Linked DNA regions of Mus musculus: regions 2, 3 and 4 are each linked to region 1. The links are chromatin contacts, called in public Hi-C maps. All regions are on one chromosome and are shown on one strand. The core of a region is the stretch at or near the end of the contact, and the rest is flanking DNA. Distances in the headings are between cores, read along the strand shown. Region 1 has its middle 14 kb from the start of 4933412E24Rik. Region 2 has its middle 16 kb from the start of A1bg. Region 3 has its middle 11 kb from the start of Gm23835. Region 4 overlaps Nsmce2 (NSE2/MMS21 homolog, SMC5-SMC6 complex SUMO ligase).

Evidence for each region. Hi-C and Micro-C count contacts between places; a contact is called where the count stands out from the background.
Region 2: a Hi-C map of the N1E-115 cell line shows a contact between it and region 1, with 5 times the contacts expected there. The contact joins two enhancer-like sites.
Region 3: a contact with region 1 is called in a Hi-C map of the N1E-115 cell line, with 6 times the contacts expected there. The contact joins two enhancer-like sites. A contact is called at or near these places in 1 of 39 promoter capture datasets (cranial neural crest) and 1 of 484 Hi-C or Micro-C datasets (the N1E-115 cell line).
Region 4: a contact with region 1 is called in a Hi-C map of the N1E-115 cell line, with 10 times the contacts expected there. The contact joins two enhancer-like sites. A contact is called at or near these places in 1 of 15 datasets of contacts at CTCF or cohesin (pro-B cells) and 1 of 484 Hi-C or Micro-C datasets (the N1E-115 cell line).

What each region holds. Positions count from the first base shown.
Region 1 is chr15:60,028,778-60,032,473 of GRCm38.p6, reverse strand. No RefSeq gene overlaps it. Among named protein-coding and RNA genes, the nearest start is that of 4933412E24Rik, 14 kb to the right of the region's middle. Within about 2 kb of position 1,748, at least 3 of the 459 cell types and tissues checked have an H3K27ac peak or open chromatin away from gene starts, as enhancers often do. A contact at or near this core is called in the N1E-115 cell line, where this site is marked.
Region 2 is chr15:60,903,596-60,907,291 of GRCm38.p6, reverse strand. No RefSeq gene overlaps it. Among named protein-coding and RNA genes, the nearest start is that of A1bg, 16 kb to the left of the region's middle. Within about 2 kb of position 1,986, at least 7 of the 459 cell types and tissues checked have an H3K27ac peak or open chromatin away from gene starts, as enhancers often do. A contact at or near this core is called in the N1E-115 cell line, where this site is marked.
Region 3 is chr15:60,690,913-60,694,608 of GRCm38.p6, reverse strand. No RefSeq gene overlaps it. Among named protein-coding and RNA genes, the nearest start is that of Gm23835, 11 kb to the left of the region's middle. Within about 2 kb of position 1,633, at least 42 of the 459 cell types and tissues checked have an H3K27ac peak or open chromatin away from gene starts, as enhancers often do. A contact at or near this core is called in the N1E-115 cell line, where this site is marked.
Region 4 is chr15:59,396,045-59,399,740 of GRCm38.p6, reverse strand. The region is part of intron 2 of Nsmce2 (NSE2/MMS21 homolog, SMC5-SMC6 complex SUMO ligase); the gene reads right to left. Among named protein-coding and RNA genes, the nearest start is that of Nsmce2, 24 kb to the right of the region's middle. Within about 2 kb of position 1,755, at least 47 of the 459 cell types and tissues checked have an H3K27ac peak or open chromatin away from gene starts, as enhancers often do. A contact at or near this core is called in the N1E-115 cell line, where this site is marked.

The sequences.
Region 1 (3,696 bases), core at 499-2,998:
AGAGCATTGAATATGCAATTTTTAATATTAATAATATGTACCTGTGACAGTTTGTATATGCTTGGCCCAGGGAGTGGCACTGTTGGGAGGTATGGTCTTGTTGGAGTAAAGGTGGCCTTGTGAGTGTGGGCTTTAATACCCTTGTCCTAGCTGCCTGGGAGTCAGTATTCTGCTAGCAGCCTTCAGATGAAGATGGAGAACTCTCAGCTACTCCTGCACCATGCCTGCCTGGATGCTGCCATGTTCCTGCCTTGATGATAACAGGCTGAACCTCTGACTATAAGCCAGCCCCAATAAATGTTGTCCTTATAAGAGTTGCCTTGGTCATGGTGTCTGTTTACAGCAGTAAAACCCTAATAAAGACAGTACTACCATTTTCCCTCAGAACTCCAAAAGTTCTCTGTTCTGTCTTCAAGCACCTAGATATCCCTGTGGGGTTTGATCCTTTGTAGAAAGAATTTTTATTTTACCCCTGAAAGCTCTAGGGCTATCTTTATCCTTGTGTCAATGAAAGTTTGCAAGGACTTAACTAGGTACAGATTTCTTTGTATTCTTCAAATATGGCATTTGTGTATTTCTTTAGTTTGAGGATTCATTAAAATACTTTTCAAATAATTTCCCTTCTCTCCATTTTTCTTCATTTATTTTGAAACCCTGATAATTGGGTATCAGGTATCTGCTAGTTCCTGTGCATCTCTAGCGATTCTCTTAAATAGTTTCCCTCACGCTTTTATTTTACTCTTGGCCCTGGGAGATTTTCTCAATATTCCTGCCCTCCTATTGAATATTTTAGTTTGGAAATTAGATTTTAACTTTCTAAGAATTTTTTTTCTTTTGGTCTCAGATGTTCCGATTTCCCAGAAGCACAGTCTTATTTTATGAAAGCAATATCTTCTAGACCCTCTCTACAAATCGCATTTGGAATCTTTTCAGTTGTAATTGCTCCCTCCTGTATGTGTCAAGCAGGGCTTCCATAAAAGCACAGCATAGACCAGGTAGCTTAAACAGCAGCAATCTATTTTCTCTCACTTCTTCCTTATAAATATTTTGATTCCCCTCTCTTTCCATTCTGGTTCTCCATTACTGCCTGTATATTTTATATTTTCTTATCCTTTTAAACCCCTCTAATGAAATGGGGGATGAGTTACACATGGGTGTCTACACACCATTCTGACCAGGCAGCCTGGCCTTCTAATCAGTTGTCCACATAATGTGTTATTTCTACAATTTGAAATTTTTCAGTTCCAGTGTTTCCAACAAAAGTGCACAGCTGTTTCTTTGCTCAAAACTTGAAGTAAGTTTCACAGCCCATTGGCACATCTGGCAGCCCTGTCATCGTGAGCAATAGAGACTAACTCACAGACGTGAAGTCAGGGTTACACAGCTACTCAACAGATCCCAATTCTTCTAAAAGCCAATTATCAAGATAAAGGAATTTCTCTGCATTGGTTTGAAGTTAATTTAAATAAGGTGTGTGTTTTCTTTAGCTTTGTTTTATATCTGTCTAAAATTTCCACATAATTACTTCGAACCCATCATTTCACTTCAATTGCATCAGACTGGCCAGAAAACAGGAATCAAAAACATGTGGAGGAGATGGGATTCAACACATAATTAATTGTTTATTGGCAGCTGAAACAATATAGTTCTTGTTTTCAAATAGTCTGCCAGGGAGATACGATCTGAATCCATAATTCTTCCTGACAATCATACTCTGTGGACTAATTCATTTTTCCTGGATGTTTTCAACCTGGGCAGCTCTTCATTTCCCTGTGATCTTTATTCCATTATTGATAATCTAATTAACACCGCTTCTGTGTTATCTCATAAAGTATATTTTTTCTCTCTTAGTACTTTCCTTTTAAGTCCTTTTATGTACTGATTTGTATTTTATTTTTGTAATAGATCTTTTTAAAGGATATAATTTTTCTCTGCAGTAAAATGGTAGGACGTGAGACTCAGAATTTAATAACGAAGAGACTTACATAGTTGAGAATGTACTGTTCTTTGCCTTAAGATTTTGGCTTGCTTTGTTTCATTCCTGTCTCTATTGTGGATCTTTAAAAAGAACTTACTACTAACACCTTACTACACTAACATGATTCCTGTATTATAAAACCTATCCTTACACCCATAGAAAAATACTGCTTTCACCTCCTTATTAAAAAGTTAATAAATAAAAGTATTTTCTTTACAGCAAACAGAGACCATCACAGAAAACCACAACTGATCGTGGTGTTAAAACCAATGGATTATGGTGAACCCTACCCTAATAGATATACCCACAATACAATTCTTACACACAAGGCTCAGGGACCATCTCTGAAGAAGAATGAAAAGGCTGTAAGAGCCAGAAGATGAGGAAGTCTGCTGTGCAACTGTGTAAAAGAGAAGTTGCAGAGAAGTTTCATGCAGTATGTTCAATGATCCAACTACCTAAATGAGAACTAAACAATGGCAATAGCAACAAGCATGATAACATGAAAGGGGCAAACTTCTCTGAGAAGCCACTTCTAAACCAAGGGATACAGGCAACTAGCATCTACTGAGTGAGGGAAAATTTACCTCTCACAGGGATGAGTCTTCTAACTCATTATCCAAAACAATGTGGTCAGTCCTAAGATCATGTGCACACAAGCAACAACCAATGGATTCAGCAGGCTATATGTATATGTTTATGCATGTAGATATGTGTGTGTGTGTGTGTGTGTGTGTGTGTGTGTGTGTGTGTAATGTAACAATAATAATCAAAGTAAAGGAGGCCGTTAATTTGAGAGGGAGGGAGAGGGAGCACACGGGAGAATTTGGAAGTAAAATACATGAGGATTACAAGGAGGGAAGGGAGAAGTAATACGGTTTTATTTTAACGTTTAAAGTTTTAAATAAAATTTAATAAACAACCAAAAGCAATGCTTCGTTAATGAGTATGATTAGTAATTGAAATGGATAGTAGCACTTTGGTTTAGAAATACCCAACTGTAATATAAAGTTGCCATGTTTGTTTGTATTAGAAATAACTCAAAAGTCAATTTCAAGTGAAGTGCCTCAAAAATGTCTGAGTTTTTGTGTGATGTATGTCCAGTGATTCTGACTGAACATGATAGATCAAACCAACTAGCTTGACAGCCAACAATAACATGGTGATAAATAAATCAAACAAAATAATGACTGAGAGAATAAGGAACTGCCTTATCAAAGAACAAGGAAAGGGAAGCTTCATTACAGGGTGAGAAGAATTCTGGCACTGAAAGGAAGATGTGAGCATGCCAAAGGCACAGAGAGCTGTAGCCTGGGAGTGCCTGGAGAGGCCTGTCCCAAACCCTAGGAGTAGTGTCTTACTACTATGGAAGATCTAGACAGGACAGCTATCAATGGTACAATCCGCAGAGCTATGACTTTGGCTTCATAGGAGTGCATCTCCATAGATATCCATTTGTGGAACAATCAACCACGTGGTTATCCCTCTATAGAAGTCCTATGGTTCATGGGGGCACAAGGCAAGGAAGAACAGGCAGAAGACTGAGACTAACACAAACTTCAGGAGTTTTTTCGATGAGACCCTTCTACCAATGTGCTTACACACAGAAGACTTGAATAAGATCAGGCTAGTCAAAATTGCAGTGTGGATGGAGCAAGGCTCACAAAGTCTCACCCAAAAATGAAGCAATATTAGCAGGTGATGGATTTTAGAGGAAG
Region 2 (3,696 bases), core at 737-3,236, 870 kb before region 1:
ATACTTCCATACAGAGTCATAAAATAGTACTATAAATTATGTGTAAACATGGGAGTAGATGCTTTAAAATATTTATTCCACTGCCATTATAGATATATCTCATATTTATGCTTTATAGAAACTAGAAATAATGGATCTAATCTTTTGATACCAGATGATTACATGTTTCATATAGTCTTAAATCTTGCTTGCCTGTTGTATCAGATTCAGCAAACTCATCTTGATAAGGTCCATTTGTTTGCTTCAGATGCACAGGCCAAGAGCCAGAACAAATTTCATTCAAAGGCACATTCCCCAAGGAATCTGGTTTGTATTTAAGCAATAATTGGGGTGTGTAATTAGTTTTTTTAAAAGATAAAAAATTTCATACCTGACTAACAAGTACCACCAGAGCTCGTGACTCTAGCTGCATATGTAGCAGAAGATGGCCTAGTCAGCCATCATTGGGAAGAGAGGTCCCTTGTTCTTGCAAACTTTATATGCCCCAGTACAGGGGAACACCAGGGCCAAGAAGTGAGAGTGGGTGGGTAGGGGAGCAGGGAGGGGGAGGGTATAGGGGACTTTCGGGATAGCATTTGAAATGTAAATGAAGAAAATACCTAATAAAAATTGGAAAACATTTTTTCATACCTGATTTCTCAGTTACCAGCTGAGGTTCTGATTAAAATTCATTTTTGGTATATGTAACAGGATCAGATAATGTTACCCTTATCACATTATGTAATAATTACATCTGTGGCTTTTGGTTTTATTTTCAATTAGCTTCCACAGTTCTCTACAAATGACTTGGGGCAACACAACTCATTGTTTTGTGACAGACAAAAGCTTAAAAAACAATGAAAACATCAAGTGGCAGTTAGTAGCCCATGAACAACATCTCAATAGTTTGGGTAAAGTTGGTTTTATTTTATATACTACTTTTTATCTTACCTTAATTTTCTCTCATACTTACCAATTATTATGACAAGGCCATAATTAAAGGGACTTGTGGTCAGTGTTGGGTCCATTTATTGATAAGGTGGTATCATAACATTTTATACAATTTTATTCTGTTTTTGTTAGAACTTGTCAGGCAATAACATTGATGCCCATTTTCAACTTAATCCTTTAGGAAAGAATTTTGTTAGGACAGAGTCTTGAGGAGGGAAGAGGCTTGAGGTATGTATGATGTCTAACCTCACCTGACCCCTTGAGCTGGATTTGTGCAAGCGAAGTATTTAGTCATTCCAGGTTTAATTAAGTAAAGCAATGCTTTTTATTAAAACTCTGGGGGAGACCAGATGACATGTGAGTTTCAGCAATTTTATATTCAAAATAAAATTTCAGCAAGCATATGTTAACTATACCATGTTTTGTGCCAAGGGATTGTTCTTGAGCTGAACACAATAATCTTTGTGGATAATTAGCCTGGTTCTTAATAAACTTGCTAATTCTATTTTACTTCCAATGCTTGAAAGAATGTCACTAACCCATTTTAGAGCCACAGTTTTTTGTCTCATGACACAAGCATGCTAAATTCTAAATGTTTACACACACATCAAAGACTTCTGGTCAAGACTCCAAGACACAGGTTCTACCTCCACATCTAGTCCTTTACTAGAAGACCATACTGTCTTCGTCTTCAGTTCCAGAAAGCATCCTCTTTACAGTTCTAATTCTGTGTGGTCCTCTGTTTCTCGTCACTTCACTCCCTCTACCCTAATCACACAAGCATATGACCTAAGCAGAACCACTCCTATCTCCTCTAATCAGGCTAATGTGTGTCATTTTTCCCTCTTTCAGAGCCATTCACCTTTTTTGTAGAGTATAAAGGGTTTCTGTTGCCTGGTAATAAGATCCTAGGAGCAGTTGAAACTAGCCACGTTTCATGAGCCATGTAACAAATACTCTACAGTTTAGGTCTATAAAAACCTCACTGCCAATTTCCCAAGAAGCACAGGAGGCTGGCACTTTGTCTACCTCTAATTTCTGCAGCCTTTCCTGCAAAGATGGGTGATGCATTCAAGTTTGATAAGAGCTTTCTGCTCTACAGCTATTTTTGAGTACTGACCAAGCCAGATTCCTCAGTTAATATTCTACCTGGACAATCTCACAGTGACTAGAAGGTCCCTCTGTGAAGTTAGTACATCAAGAAGTCAGGGTAATAGACTCTGACATGGTCTGTTCTCAGGCTGTACCTGTACAAATGTTTATCTCATGGAAGCTTTACCTAAAGTATAAAGGTAAATTTGTCTCCTTTGACAAATATAAACATCAATGCTGGTTCACTTTGTGGCCCAACCTTTTTCTATTTGCTGTCATCCTTCTCTTTGATCTCCACATAGCTTTTGGGTAGAGAGGGAGAAAATAAAAAATGGACTCCACCACTCACAATTCCAGGCACTGGTAGTAGATTCTCAGCATCTTACTTCTTTCAGTTCCTCTCAAGCTACCTCCTCACCTGACTATTTACTTGAATTACTCATAAAAGACGATGCAGGTGTCTGAGAGGGGATGGGGACAGATGTTGCCCTAGATGAATGCCAGAAAGATGTACAGACAGATGTAATCTAGGTCTACCTGGATCAGGAGTACACGGGGAACCCTTGGGAGAGATCTGTCATAGCTTGTAGCTTCTCGTTCTAGCACAATAACCCCTCACAGCTGGAACAAAGCTACAGGACACTTGCTCTTCCTGCTCTGTCTTGTTGCATAGCAGCATAGCCAGCTAATTTTTTGTCTAGACAGGAGCTACTCCCTGTAGCTCCTGTGATTTCTCTCAGCCTGCCAAACCCCTGCCTCCTCCTCACTTTCCTCCTTCTTGCTAGCTCTTCTATATTCTCCTCACTCTCCCGATCCTCTGGAAATGAGCATATCAAAGCCATATGGAGTCATTCTTCCTGGGCACCCATGTCCTCTCGCCTCTCTTTTCTCTGAAACATTAATATTAATGGCTTGTTTCTTTGCAGTTGCTTTCTTCCCCAACCTCAAGGGACCAGAGCCTTTCCTTGGTCTTTGTGCCAGACAGAGCACTTGTGAGAAGGCTGCTGAGGCTTGCTGGGCTGGTGATGTCTCTGGCGTAATTCCTGCTGTGCAGTGCAATCTTGGGATGCCGTTCTACTGCCAGCTTAGCTGGACAAGTATTCTTTGTAACATGCACTGTTTTGGAGAAGGAGGGAAAGTGCTGGCCATATAACACAAGAAAAATACAATGAACCAGTCCCATTCATAACCACTGACTTGGGAGCCAGGATGCAAACTTGACTGTGATTGATTGAATAGGTTTGGGCCCCATAGACTCGTGTGTTTGAATGCTAAGGCCACAGGGAGTAACACTATTAGGAGGTGTGTCCTGGTTGGAGTATGTGTGGCCTTGCTGGAGTGGTGCAGGTGGGCTTAGAGATTTCATTTACATGCCCACATCTGGCCAGAATGAGTCTTCTCCTGGCTGCCCCTGGATCCAGATGTAGAATTCTCAGAAACTCCAGCACCCTGTCTGCCTGGCTGGACACTGCCATGCTTCCAGCCAGGATGATAATGAACCAAACCTCTGAAACTGCAAGGCAACCCCAATTAAATATTGTCCTTGGTAAGGATTGCCTTGGTCATGGTGTCTCTTCGCAGCAAAGGAAACCCTAAGACACTGACCCAGCTCCCATTCATAACCACTAGTTTGGGAGCCAGGCTGTGAACTTGACATTCCTTCATTCCTTCTGA
Region 3 (3,696 bases), core at 384-2,883, 660 kb before region 1:
CCGCTGTTTCTCAGCCAGATGGGAGATACATATGACCAATAAACTCAGTTTTACTTGGTCAGTGAGAAAAGTGAATTCTGGGGACTATTAGTCACAGAAGGACATGGGGACACATAAAAGAGTGAAAAAACAGGATTCCTGTGTTGACTGTTTTGGTCATATAGGGAAGAGTCTACATTCTAACCAAGAATTTAATGTATCGTGTCTAGTTCCCCTTTACGGAGAGCACATTTCAAAAATTCAAAGTTCCATCTGTTATGTGTCAACATTGTATACCGTACACTGTGTGTTTTATCAAAGGCAGCTTTGCCATGGTGTGGGCAGAGTTATATTTTTGGAATGTGTTTGTAACCCAGAGCAGCAGAAAAAGAACTCAGCCCTCTAGGCCCAATCCCAGTGCTGCCTGTATTTGTGTTCCTCTAGCAACTGATGTTTCTGATTGATTTGTTTGACTAGAGGATGGGGTGAGGGTTGACAGGTAAGGGCAGCTGAATAAACACGGTGAAGGACCTTTTGCACATCAGATCAATTTCCTGAGATGAATGCAAAGTTCTGACGCTCACTGCAGCAGCTGGACTAACCCTGACACCTCCAGAGTTGTTCATTTGAGGGCTGGTGTGCTAGGGCAGCAGCCCAGGCCTGGATCCTCCTGTCTATCCATATTCACCTGTTTCCAGAGTCGCCCTCTGCTGGCCATTTGTCAAGTTCTTGTAGCCTTGTTCCTAATTGTTTGGCTTCCAGACCAGGCTAGAAAACACAAAGGGAGACACAAATTGTCTACCGTGTGCTGTTCTTCTCAGTGTCTTGTCCTAAACAATGTGTCCAAGATCAGTGCCCCAAGGGCTGAGGACCAAACATGTTGCCAGGAGATGACACAAAGGAAAGGATTCTCACCTGATTCCCACCTTTCCTCAATTGCTTTCTGGATTGGGCAGGGCTGGTCCTGAGATTGCTGCTATGAGGATCAAATTGCTGCTTCTAAAGTGCCCCAGACTTTCCTTACACTGGAGACCATGACATGGGTCTTGAAAGAGCTCCTGTCCCAGTGGGTGTGGGGGAGGGAATCACTGAATGACTTCCTTCTGATGAACAGGTTTAGTACAAAAGGAGATCTATTGAGACGGCTATGAGAATAGCCATCACAGACATTTGGCGTACCAAGCTGATTTCTGTGGAGTAGAGAAAGGGTCACTGTGCATTGAGAGTCCAAGATCAAAAGCAGTGCTGATTGACACGAAGCACAGGCGATGGATCAGCATGGATGAGGACAATTCAGCTGAAGCTTAGTTTGGAAAGATCAAAAAGATTCTACAAAGAGGATAGTGGACCAGGCCCATAGAAACACTTTACTTAGAGAGGGCTGGGGAGAAGAGCTGGCTTTGGCTAAATTAAGGCTGAAGCTAGGTCTGGGCATACTGGTTTGGAGCCAAATTGGCTAACCTTCTCTGACTTATTAGTATTCTTATCAGTGAACTGTATCAACCAGTCTGCAGTGGACGTGCACTAATTGACAAGTTATGCAGAACCAGTATGAGAGTGACAGGATGTGGCAGGGAGAAGATTGGGCAGGCCAGACACTAGGTTTCTTTCTCTTGCTCTTTTGAAACAGCTCCCGTTAGAGGAGCTGGATCTGATGACAGGCTTCTACCACAGCTACTGGGGGAGGAATGAGGTCTCTGTCTGTCTTCCTGCTTATAGATGAGGAGGGTATTTTTGTGATTATTCACAAAAAACACAAGCCAGCTATCACCATATTTGGAAGTCACACTGAAGCAGGCCTATTTTGTAGTTTCACCTCATGTACCCTGAGCTTGACAGAGAAATTTAGAGCTGAATTTTAAGAGTTATTTTAGGAATGAGACTCCAGCTTCTGTCTTTTCTGGTTGCAATCTCATCTGCTTTATCCCCCAAATATTTTTATTGGAGAAAGTGCAGTCTGAGAATTTCCTGGCCCCAAAGGGAATAGATATGATAACATGAAACTGTGTTTTATTTTTTAGTTTTTTTTTTTTTTTAAACATTTCTGAGGAGATAGTTCAAAGCCACTAGCTGGTGTCTACAGTGGACTCACAGCATTGCTGCATTCCTGAAATTCTCTAAGAAGCCACCACTTTAAATCCTCCACCAGCAACCACCATGTTCCTATTGGAGCCGACTCTAGGCCCAAACAAGAGAATCACTTCTAGGGATTAAAAGAACCCCAATTAAGTTTGCATTAGTGAAAGCAATTTAACTTGAGGTCATGTTAAATCAGGCCACTACTGCTAAATGAGCGCAATGGAATTTGCTTTGGTGGCTCCTCAGAGCAGAGCTTGGAGTGGGAGCTGAGGGAGTGGGGGATGGGTAGAGCAGGGAGAGCTGAGAAGTCTTTCCCGTGCTTCAGAACACTGGAGGGTTTTTAACAATTTATTTATTTGTTCACTTTCCATTCCTATCAAGGCCTCCCTGTTGTTTCTTTCCTCCCAATCCCACCCTTACAAGCCCCTCCACCATTACCCTCTCCCCTTTTCCTCAGAGAAGGGGAAGCCCCCTTGGGTACCACCCAACTCTGGCACATCCAGTCATAGTAGGACTAAGCACATCCTCTCCCACTAGGGCCCAACCAGACAGTCCAGTTAGGGGAAAGGGATCCAATGGCAGGCAACAGAGTCAGAGACAGCCTCCACTCCAATTATTAGGTGACCCACATGAAGACCAAGCTGAATATCTGCTACAAACGTGTGTGTTGGGGTGGGGGGAGGGTAGGTACAACCCCTGTATGCTCTTTGATTGTTAGATTAGTCTCTGTGAGCCCACGTGAGCCCAGGTTAGTTGACTTTGTAGGTCTTCTTGCGGTGTCCTTCACTCCTCTGTTTCACTCAAGTCTATTCCCCACTCTTCCACAAGACTCACCGAGCTCTGCCTCATGTTTGGGTATAAGTCTCCTCTTCTGTTTGAATCCCTTGCTGGATGATACCTCTCAGGAGACCATTATGCTAGGTTCCTGTCTGTAAGCATAGTAGAGTATCATTAATAGTATCAGGGATTAGTTCTTTTACATGGGGTATGACTCAAGTTGGGCCAGTTATCACTTGACCATTCCCTCAATCTCTGCTCCATTTTTATCCACAGAGGGTGGTAACTTTAGTTCCCAAGTGCCGCACTAGTAGAAATCTCAGCTAGGGTTACATCCATAGACTTGCCAGAGCCTCCCCTGTCCCAGGTCTTCAGCTACTCCTAGAGATAGATGCCCCTCATCTCTTGTTGTTCTCACTCCCAGCCCTCTCCCATATCACCTCTCCCCACACCTGATCCCCATTCCACCGCTTCTCCCACTCAGTTCGCTCCCTCTATCCTCCTCCCATGACTGTTTTGCTTCTCCTTCTGTATTCAGTTTTATAGTAAGGTCTTTGATACACTTGGACTTGAGCTTTGTACAGGATGATAAATATGAGTCTATTTTAATTCTTCTATATGCAGACATCCATTTAGGTCAGCACCATTTGTTGAAAGTGTTTTCTTTTGTCTACTGGTTTTGATATTTTTGTCAAAATTCAAGCGTTTATAGGTATATAGGTTTATTTATGGTCTTTGATCTTATTGCATTAATTATCTTGTCTGGTTTTATGTCAATACCATGTGGTCTTTATTACTATTGTACTATAGTATAACTTGAAATCGGGGTTGGAAATACCAGTTGAATTTCTTTGTATAGGA
Region 4 (3,696 bases), core at 506-3,005, 630 kb after region 1:
AAGGTCTGAGCAAGTAAGGGCAGTGGGTAGAGACATTTGGGAACTCTCATTCCAAGTGTTTGTAAGTCTATTATTATTCCAAAATTTAAAAAGGATACTTTCTAAAAGAACAGTCTGCAAAATGGGACAAAAGAGACTGCAAAAAAAAAATCTGTTATTTAGTGTAATTTTGTTTGCATGTAAATAAGACACTGGTTAGAGAGCACCCAGTGACTTAAAACTAAGTACTCAGCAGAATACCAATGAAACACACACACATGTAGCCAGTCTCTGCCCAGGGCCGCCTTTAAAGTGAGGAGCTTAATACAGCAGAGTAGCATGTGTCTGTACTCCAGCCAGGTAGCTGAGAAAGAAGATCACTTGAGCCTACGTAGCTTTGGAGGCTAACCTGGGCAACACAGCAAGACCATAGTTCAAAGTAAACCCTAAACAACAAAGGAAATAACTGTCTCAAACCCAGAATAACCACAAAAAGGCAGTCACTTCAAGTCTTCACATGCAGGAAAAAGCAAGCTCTAAGAGATGAAGCAATCATCTAGGCTAATAGAGAATTTGCATTTTAATTCACGGATGTATTTTTGTACAAAGTCAATTCTGACCCTAAGGCTCTACAGGATCCATCTTTTCAAATGCTCAAATAATTACAGCAAAAACAAAGCAACTGACCAATATGAATATTATGTACCAGCTCTGTAAAGAGCATTTTAGATACATTCCTTAATACTTTACAGCAACTCCAAATACGGCAGGTGTTAGGGAGATGTGGATGGGTGGATGGTTAAGGACCCTACAAGACATTCACTGCTATTTTACATCATCACTACTTATAAAGGAAAATAACCTGAAAGTTAAAGTCACAATGATACTAAAGTGGGCAGCCAGTGCATGATTCTGTAGTTCTGAAAGCCCAACATTACCCCATCCAGACAACCAAAGGATTATGTTCCCTCTGGGGACAGAGGAGGACCCCTCTCTTCATCTCACCTGGCCTCTCCTGCATCTTGGACAAAGTTCATCTCCAAAGAAAAGTGCTGAAGCTTTCACCACTGGTGGTGGCAACAGCCTGGAAAGGCCTCAGCTGAAGTTAATCTTCACCCTGAAGCACTTGCAGCTCCCTGAATGTGTCAGGTTCTAGGGAGCAAGTCATTTCTCACTCATTCTGAACATCTTGGGAGCAAAGGTGCCATGTGCCCTTCTGTCCCAGTCCATCTTTACAAGGATGCTTATGTAAGAGCAAGATCTCACAAGACTAAGATGGCGTCTACTTCCAAAAACTGGACCCCTGAGCCTGAGGTTCCTTAGTTGTGACCTCAACCCTCCTGGGCTCTCCCATATCAGCTCCAGAAACCATGAGGCATGGAGACAGGAAGGTAAACCAGAACAGGCATACTATCTGAGGTATAACAACAAAAGCTGCTGTCTTTGACTTAGGGGTTTCCTACCTCTCAAGCAGCCATGAAGCTTACAGGCAGGTTTGTCAGCTTTCATATCAGGACAAATACTCATCAATCTTTTCCAGTCTGTTTCTAGTACATGAAACAGCTACTCACCTTTAACCTGCAACAGCCCATGTGAAGCCTGTCCTGAAGGCTCTCTCATCTACAATTCCCACCAACTCCAGGGTTCCACATGGTTGCTGGGAAAAGGTTTTCATCACAGCACCTTTAGAGAACTAGTCATCAAATGAGTCCCAGCTCAAAACTCATACTCAGCACACATGAATAGGACTGCTTCAAGCTTGATGCTAAGCTCTATCAGGGGAAGGCATACCACGAAAACAGCAAATCCACACAGCTGGACTCCCGCAAGATCACAACCTTGCATACTTCAATGAACACTATCAAGAAAGTAAAATGCAGCACACAATAGGAAAAATACCAGCAGATCATGTCTTATATCAGACTTTTCTCTAGAATATATAAAGAACTTAGACACTGGATTTAAAAGTGCACAGGATATGAATAGGCACTTCTCCAGAGATTTCTCTAAGAGCCCAAAAGCATATGACATCATTACATAAATGCCAACTGAAACCATGCTGAGATACTAACGTGAGAATGGATGCTGAGCAGCACAATTAATAGTTACATTTGCTGCTGTGCTACACACAGCACCATGTGACCAAAAGCTTATCTGGGCTCTGGTCCCAGAGGATTTGAATCCATCTCGGCTGGGAGGCATGACATCAGGGAGCCACCTGCAAGCATGGTGCCAAGAAGGTGAGAGCTCACATTGCAAGAGAGAAGTAGAGAAAGCAAACTGGAAGCAGGGATAGGCTATAAAATCTGGAAGCCCTGAGACATCCATCCTCCAGCAAGACTGCACCTCCTAAACCTCTCCAAACAGCACCACCTACTGGGGACCAAGTAATGCAAATACCTGAGCCTAGTGAGGGCATTCCTCGTTCAAAGCACAAGCATCCAAGAATAATTTAGTAATATTAACAACCCAGGGTCCACCAACTGGTAGATCTACAAAATGTGGTATAGCTACATACTACATAATGGAGTATTATTAAACTATAAAAATAAATGAAGTGCTAACTGATTAAATGCTGATGGATCTAACAACACAGATGAACCTTGCTTGAAAACAAGAACACTCCAACCACAAAAAACCACATTTTATATAAAATTCACTTCTATATGAAATGTCTGAAACAGGTAACTCCACAGCTATAGAGCCATAGTAGATCAGTGGCTCCTGGAGAGACTGGCGTGCAATGCTAAAGGACGCAGGGTCTGCTTCCTTTCTTTTCCCTTCCTCACTTCCTTTCTTGTTGGTCTCCTCTCCTCTCATCACTATACAGCCCAGGCTGTCCTTGAACTCACAATACTCCTGCCTCAGTCTCTTGAGTAATGAAATTATAAGTATATAATATCACACCTTGCCAGGGGTTGTGGTTTTGAAATGATTGTGGTAACGGTTATGTGTATCCATGAATATAATTTTAAAAACCCCACTACATTATACATTTTACATGGGTAGATAATAAAATGGACAAATTACAAAAACGAAAAGGCTAATGGACTGTTAGATGGCTGGAGGAAAGACTAAAGGAAAAATAGACTGATATGGTGGTTTGAGTAGGAATGGCCCCATACGAAAAGATCTTTACCAGTCCTAATTCACATAGGGGGCTAATATCCAATATATATAAAGAACCCAAGAAGTTGGACTCCAGAAAACCAAATAACCCTTATTAAAAATGGGGTACAGAGCTAAACAAAGAATTCTCAACTGAGGAATACTGAATGGCTAGGAAGCACCTAAAAAAATGTTCAACATCCTTAATCATCAGGGAAATGCAAATCAAAACAACCCTGAGATTCCACCTTATACCAGTCAGAATGGCTAAGATCAAAAACTCAGTTGACAGCAGATGCTGGCGAGCTGGGATTGCAAGCTGGTACAACCACTCTGGAAATCAGTTTGGTGGTTCCTTAGAAAATTGGACATAGTTCTACCAGAAGATCCAGAGATACCACTCCTGGGTATATACCCAGAAGATGCCCCAACTTGTAATAAAGACACATGCTCCACTATGTTCAATGCAGCCTTATTTATAATAGCAAGAAGCTGTCTCCTGATATAGCTGTCTCCTGAGAGACTCTGCCATGCCTGACTAATATAGAAGTGGATGCACACAGTTATCCATTAGATGGAGCACAGGGTCCCCAATGAAGGATCTAGAGA